Linked DNA regions of Rattus norvegicus: region 1 is linked to region 2. A link is a contact called in public Hi-C data. All regions are on one chromosome and are shown on one strand. Each heading gives the region's core, a stretch centred on a gene start, on an enhancer-like site or on the middle of the called end of the contact. The rest is flanking DNA. Distances are from core to core; before and after follow the strand shown. Region 1 holds the start of Oxnad1 (oxidoreductase NAD-binding domain containing 1). Region 2 has its middle 76 kb from the start of Galnt15.

Region 1 (3,392 bases), core at 197-2,696, 140 kb after region 2:
GTAATAAAAAGAATGTCTCTGTGTTTCCCAACACAGACCTCCAATAGTAATTATTTGTAAATGAAGTCCAGGCTCTGATCTTTCATCCTGGCTTATTCCAGCGACCACAAGAACTTTCCCAGTCACTGCACATCTCCTACAGAGTGATCCCCCACAGAGTCAGCCCCTAGCCTGTCCCTGTTGGTCTTTGTCCCATAAACCATTTTAATATAAAAATGAATCATTACATTTTATTGTCTAAATTAATAACAGCTTCTCCCACAAAGTTCTGTGTTTTGTCCAACACTCATTTTAGAATTTACCCTTCAGACTCCAAAGCTCTACCTAAACTTTGGGTGGGAAATAAAGGCATTTACCCCTTTCCTATTGCCATTCTTACTGGATACAAAGGAACATGAAACTGTAACACTGCATCCAGGAATTATATCTCAAACTGGGTAGATTCTATACATAAGCCAGGCAATCAATATCATGCAATCTTCTAAAAATGTCCTAGAGCTCTGAACAAACTAAACTAAATATTAAATGCACGAGAAATCTCAAAAGGAAGAACATCAATGAAATAACCTTCATGATAATTTTTTATTCCTGATTAAGTCGCCAATTTCATTACAAAGCAATTTCTTTATTGCTCCTTCCAAAGTGATCATAAGTTACATAATTTAAACTTGAACAAGATTAGCAAACAGTTACTGGCAATTTTTAAAGGCTTTGTAAAAATAGCCCTTCGTTTAGCACAGGGTTAAGAAACACTCTTCTAGGCTGGGTGTGGTGGTGTATACCTATAATCCCAGCTTTTGTGATGCAAAGCAGGCAAATCTCTGTGAACTCAAGGCCAGCCTGGTCCACATAGTGAGTCCCAGTACAGCCAGGGCTACATAAAGTCCCTGTCTCAACAAACAAACAAACAAACACCCAACACTCTTCCACACTTTTATATCAGACAGGCTGCTTTAGGCCTTTGTCATTAGCTCACACCACCCATCCCTTTTAATAGACCCCTTACTTTGTCATAAATCACTTTTATAATGAGTGAGCAGCTAGGACACGTTGCCACATCTTCTCCATTTTCCAAATCTTCCTACAACGCAATCAAACAACATGTAGTCAGCATCGCCTTTCGTCAACTTCCCACAAACCTCTCCTACGTCTATGTACAAGTCTTTGGTTAGGTAACAGCACAAAAAACTTTCCCCCAAGTCTCATCTAGGGAAACAACAAGGGAGATTAGGTTGGTTCGATCGCCTCCAAAACCCTGGGGTACAAAATCGAGTTCTCTTCTTTAAAAAAACCTCCCAGGAAAAAAAGATTCTAAAGGTGGGGCTAGGGAGAACAGCGCCAGTAACCAGACCCTGTATCCTTGACAGCTCAGGTTACTACTTTAGGGGCGGAGGTTCAGAAGAACACGTGGATGACTGAGCCTTCCCAGGGACGCCGGAAGCGAAAATGCGCAAGCTCTAGGAGTCGCCGGCCAGCCCTTTAGAGTACCTTGGTGATGGAGAAGTTATCCCCACAGGGGCAGGGGTAGAAATACGTCTCTGTGTCCTCGTCATATTGAAAGTCCTCGATCTCCACCTCGTCATGAAACACCGCCATGGTCACCCGGTCCGGACCGCATCAGTTTGCCTAGCTGCGCCCAGGCAGGGTAGGCCCGGGCGGCCCTCCCTGGAGCAGGAACAGTCACTTCCGGACGCACAGGCGATGACGTAACTTCCACCGCCGCGGCCAAATGGGTGACCTGGTCGCGGTCACCATGGAGATAGCGCTGGAAAGATGGCGCTTCCTGCGCAGCAGGGTTGCGCAGTTCTACGTCCACGGCTGCCAACGACCAATAGGGTGAAGGGCTCCCGCACATGGGGGCTACGTCACTTCTGGGCCCGGGGAGTTTGGGCTTGGGATATAAACGAGTGTTTTATGCTGGTGGTGTCGTGTCCTCCATCGCTGACTTCAGAGAACATTTAAAGAGTTGATAGAGGCTACTCCCTCTTAAGAGGGGGTCAGTGAGACTCAGGGAGCCACACAGCGTCCTCTCCAGTCCTCCTCGACACACAGCGCTCCTGCAGTAGCGTTTCAGGCGACCTTGAGCTCTGAGTGACGCCTGGCCTGTTATGAGTTCCTGCCTGCAGGTACACCGCTACCTCTCTCACCCCAGCCACCTTCTGATACCCCGATTGTGTTGTAGAGGACCAAGATCTGCAAGACAGGGACGAGTTCTAGCCGTATTTTCAATATTCACTGCAGTGGCGGGTGCAGTAGCCATAGAAACATCACTTTTAATTATTGGGGTTTTTTTTTGTGGGTCGCCTATGCGTTAAATGTAAGTCTGTTGATCCTGGGGTTCAAAAATCCATTTTATCCATTCTTAACATAGATTCAGAGACTGGCATCTTGCCCCAGATTACATACCTAGGCCATAACGAAGGACTTGGCTGTCTCTAAAGCCAAGTTCTTTATGTGAACTTTAGTTCTTGGTAAAAGGAATGGTGTCCCTGGTAGTGTAGTCAGCGTGCAGCCTCTTCTTAGAAGCTAGAATCGAAATGCAGATGAGAAGCGCTTTGTTCTGAAAGCTGCGAGGGCTTGTTTGGGTTATGGCCAGGGACTTTAGAGCATTGTTGTAATTATTACTAAGCAAGTACTCATCTCACTGGAGGAGTGCAGTGTAACTGGATCAGAGTCTGACGTGAAAGGCTAGAAAATTACGGTTTTTTTGGTTCTTACTTCCTCTTCTGAGAATAGATCCTTTGGAATCCAACATTTGCACAAGAATTAACAGTTCAGCAATCACCTTTAGCTTATGTAGTTTACATTTCTAATGGATGCTGTATTTAAGTATGTACAGTTGTTTGCATGTTACCAACTTTGTGCATGTTGAAAGGACACTATACTTTGAAGCCTTTTTGAAGTGTGAAAACCTAAAGGCAGAAAAGCCTTTGGGAGGAAAAATCCAGAACTTAAACAAGTGTATGGAAGGTTGTCTCAAAGATCTCACTTCCTTTTTTTTTTTTTTTTTAACATAATTGGAGATCTACACAGCAATTAGATATTTGTAGCCTGTCTGAGTAGAAGAGAAATCCGGTGGAAGTCTTGTAAATATAAATACTTCACAGGTAGCCTCTGGGACACAGGAAGGAAACTGATTTTCTAGTGTCTATTTTCTGTTCAGATGATCTTTAGTTCTTCTGAGCCATTCTTGAATGTGCAGAAATGGATGCAGCTGTTGGTAGGGAATGGCTTGGCAAGTATATCGATCTGTAACCCTGCACTGATGCAAGCAGGGACAGAGGCACAGAGACGGGTGGATCCCTGGAGCACAGTGGCCAGCGAGTGGGTGAGCTCCACGTTCGGGAAGAGGCTATCGCCACGTGAGGCTCATAGTGTGTATAAGTTGTTAG
Region 2 (3,382 bases), core at 291-2,790:
GATCAGGGTCCCACAGTCCCCAGTGAGGGCCTGTCTCCAGGGACCTAAACGCCTCTCACTGGGCCCCACCATTTAAGTGTCTAACATCTCCCAATGGGCCCAGCTGCAGAACCAAGCTGGTAACGCATGGGCCTTTGTGGGACATTCAAGATCCAAACACCAGCTCTGGTAGGGGCCCCTGCAGGTAAGATCTGCTTGCTTGTTTCTTTGTTTTGTTTTTCTCTTTAAAATTGACTTGTATGTTTGTGTGCACATGTGTGTGTGCACACCACATGTCTGCTTGGTGCCCAACTGGGCCAGAAGAAGGCATCAGATCCCATGTAACTGGAGTTACAAGTGGTTATGAGCTGTCCTGAAGATGCTGGGAATTGAACCCATGACCTTTGCAATGCTCCTAACCACTGAACCATCTCTCCAGTCTCAGGTTCTGTCCTGTTTAGAGAGCTGGTTGCTAAGCATTGAGCATCAAGCTGCTGGCTTAGGAGCATGTGAGTAGGCCTCATGTCTCTTTCTCCATCTCTCTTATTTCCTGAGTGTGTGTGTGTGTGCGTGTGTGTGTTTCCACAAAAGAGGAAGAAAAAGGAAATCATACAGCAGTTTCCTATAAACAAGTAGGAGAAGTAAACCAGCTGTAAGGTGTGGGCTTGCAACCCCTACTCAAGAGAGTTCAAGGCCAGCCAAAGCAGTTTCCCAGACCCTGACTCAAAATGAAAAGAAGTGAGCTGGCGGTGTGGCTCAGTGGTGCATGTTCAGGACCCCACGCTCAATCTTGGAAGAAAAATAAAAAAGAAGAGTACATGGTGTCTCGCAATCATTGTTAACAGAGGTGAAAGGATTTTCTTGTGGTAAACACAAGGGTTTGAACTTTCCCTTTATAAACAGACAGTATTTCAAGTTTGTTGACCTTTTTCCTGATAAGAGTGAGGTCAGTAAAATGCACCTAAAAGACAAAGGCTTGTCCTTTCAAAGAAAGGCTACATTGCAACAGAGTGAAAAGACTGAGAGCCTTTAAATAAACTCACACTTTGGGGAGAGGATGAGGGATGACTGCCATCGGATTGGCCCATGATGCGTTTTCTTAATTGCTAATTGGTGTAGGAGGGCGTGGCCCATGGTACCATCGCTGGGTGGGCCTGGCTCCATGATAAAGCTAGCCAATCACCAACTAGGGCAAGCCAACGTTTATCCCTTCACGGTCTCTGCTTCGAGGTCCTTAATGGGCTGTAATCTATGAGCCAAATAAACCCCCTTTCTCCCTGAGTTGGTTTTGCTCAGTGTTTTATCAAAACTTGCAAACCAAAGTAGGACACCTTACAAGAATCTAAAATAAACCAACTTGTTTCCAGTATGAAAAGATAAGGCCTTCGAACTGTTTTACAGAACCAGCCAGTAGGCATCAGGAACCATGGGGGCTGTTAGCTGACTCCCAAGTAAGGCGGCCGCTTGTGGGTGAGTAACACAAGTCCGGAACTTGTAGTCCTTTCCCAAGGGCTGAGACGATAAGTGTTGCCAGGAAGGGTCTGGTGTAAGCGTGTCCTCCAGAGGTCCAGCTGCTGGAAGTTCGCACTCAGGGTCAGCTGATAAAGGTGCCTGATGTCCAGCCTGTGGGGTGTGGAGAGAGAACTACTCATGAAACTATCTTCTGAGCTACACACACACACACGCACACACACACACACACTCACACACACACACACCACACACACATACAAACATACACACACACTCACACACACTATACATATATCCACATACACTCACACACACACTACACATACACACACACTCACACACACTCACACACACTACACACACATACAAACATACACACACACTCACACACACTATACATATATCCACATACACTCACACACACACACTACACACACATACACACACACTCACACACACTATACATATATCCACATACACTCACACACACACTACACACACATACACACACACTCACACACACTATACATATATCCACATACACTCACACACACACACTACACACACACATACACACACACTCACACACACTACACACACTCACACACTACACATATATCCACATACACTCACACACACATGTACAAACACACACACACTCACACACACATATTCAAACACTCACTCACACACACAAACACACTCACACACTACACAATCTACACACATACATATACAAACACACACTACACAAACACACACTACACACACATGCACACACACTGTACATATCCACATACATGTGTGCGCAAGCATGTGCGCGCGTGTGCGCAAACACACACACACACACACAAAGATACACATACATACCACAGGCACACAAAATATATAAAAAAAAGTATAAGTAAACATTAAGGATAGACCCCTAGATATTTTTGTTGATGAGAACATGCTTTAAAAAGTGGTAATATGGCTGGGGATTTAGCTCAGTGGTAGAGTGCTTACCTAGGAAGCGCAAGGCCCTGGGTTCGGTCCCCAGCTCCGAAAAAAAGAACCAAAAAAAAAAAAAAGTGGTAATATTAGCTTAGGGACAATCTGAAATGCAGCTGTGACACAAAATCTTTTTGTTATCAGATCCAAGCACATTTGGATCTTAGCTTCCTCCCTCCTCCTCCCACCTCGAGTCCACTGCAATGACTGTGCATGCTGACAGGCCCTGAGTTCCTAACCTCTGCCACCCACCCCTAGTCCAACCTGCCCTTCAGAGCTCAGTTTGGGGCCTTTCTCCTGATGAGAACAGTCAGACACTGGGCTGTGTGTATTTTCTGCATACACCTGTAAGACATTGGTCCCTTGCTTTTGTAATCATCTACCATTTAATTATCTACGACCCTTGAGGGTCCTGCTCTATCTTATGGCTTTATTTTAAAAATAATTCTGTTTTTAATTTGACACGCGTGTCATTATGTGACCCAGGCTGGCCAGCCATCCCAGTCTGCCTCACATCCTGGCACAGAGAGCAGCATTCTGACTTTGCCCTAGGACTCTGTGATGTGTTATTTGTGCAATGGCCACCAGAGGGCAACAGAAGCACAGAGTCTAGTTAATTCTATCCATCTAGAAGAACTGTGGGTGGTGGATTATAAGATTATTTTAGTGCTGGAAGGGAAGTCTAGTGGTCACACAAGGCTCAAAAAGATGAACGCGTCTAAAAATGTTCTTGTTCCCTGTGAAGCAAACTGAGCGTGCCCAGATCCTCCTCCTTGACGTGGAGCTGAACCTGTCTTTAAAAACATGTCTACCATCTTTTCTTCTTGAACTGGGGATGTTCAGGGGTGTGCCCACCTAGTGAGCTTTTATACATGGCTCTGTGCACCCTCCCTTCAGGAAAGGAAGCAACTCCTGTGTCACCCTTATCCACTGAGGGAAA

What was found. Hi-C and Micro-C count contacts between places; a contact is called where the count stands out from the background.
Region 1: a contact with region 2 is called in a Hi-C map of liver, with 2.9 times the contacts expected there. The contact joins the promoter of Oxnad1 here to the enhancer-like site in region 2. A contact is called at or near these places in 9 of 12 Hi-C or Micro-C datasets (the A7r5 cell line, the Rat2 cell line, Schwann cells and 4 more).

What each region holds. Positions count from the first base shown.
Region 1 is chr16:7,298,309-7,301,700 of GRCr8, forward strand. Oxnad1 (oxidoreductase NAD-binding domain containing 1) reads left to right here and starts at 1,447. Exons shown (of 8, transcript NM_001107295.1): 1 at 1,447-1,645. The coding sequence starts at 1,582. Dph3 (diphthamide biosynthesis 3) reads right to left here and starts at 1,688. Exons shown (of 3, transcript NM_001134850.1): 1 at 1,489-1,688; 2 at 1,007-1,081. The coding sequence starts at 1,596.
Region 2 is chr16:7,155,846-7,159,227 of GRCr8, forward strand. No RefSeq gene overlaps it. Among named protein-coding and RNA genes, the nearest start is that of Galnt15, 76 kb to the right of the region's middle. Within about 2 kb of position 1,541, at least 3 of the 93 cell types and tissues checked have an H3K27ac peak or open chromatin away from gene starts, as enhancers often do. A contact at or near this core is called in liver, where this site is marked.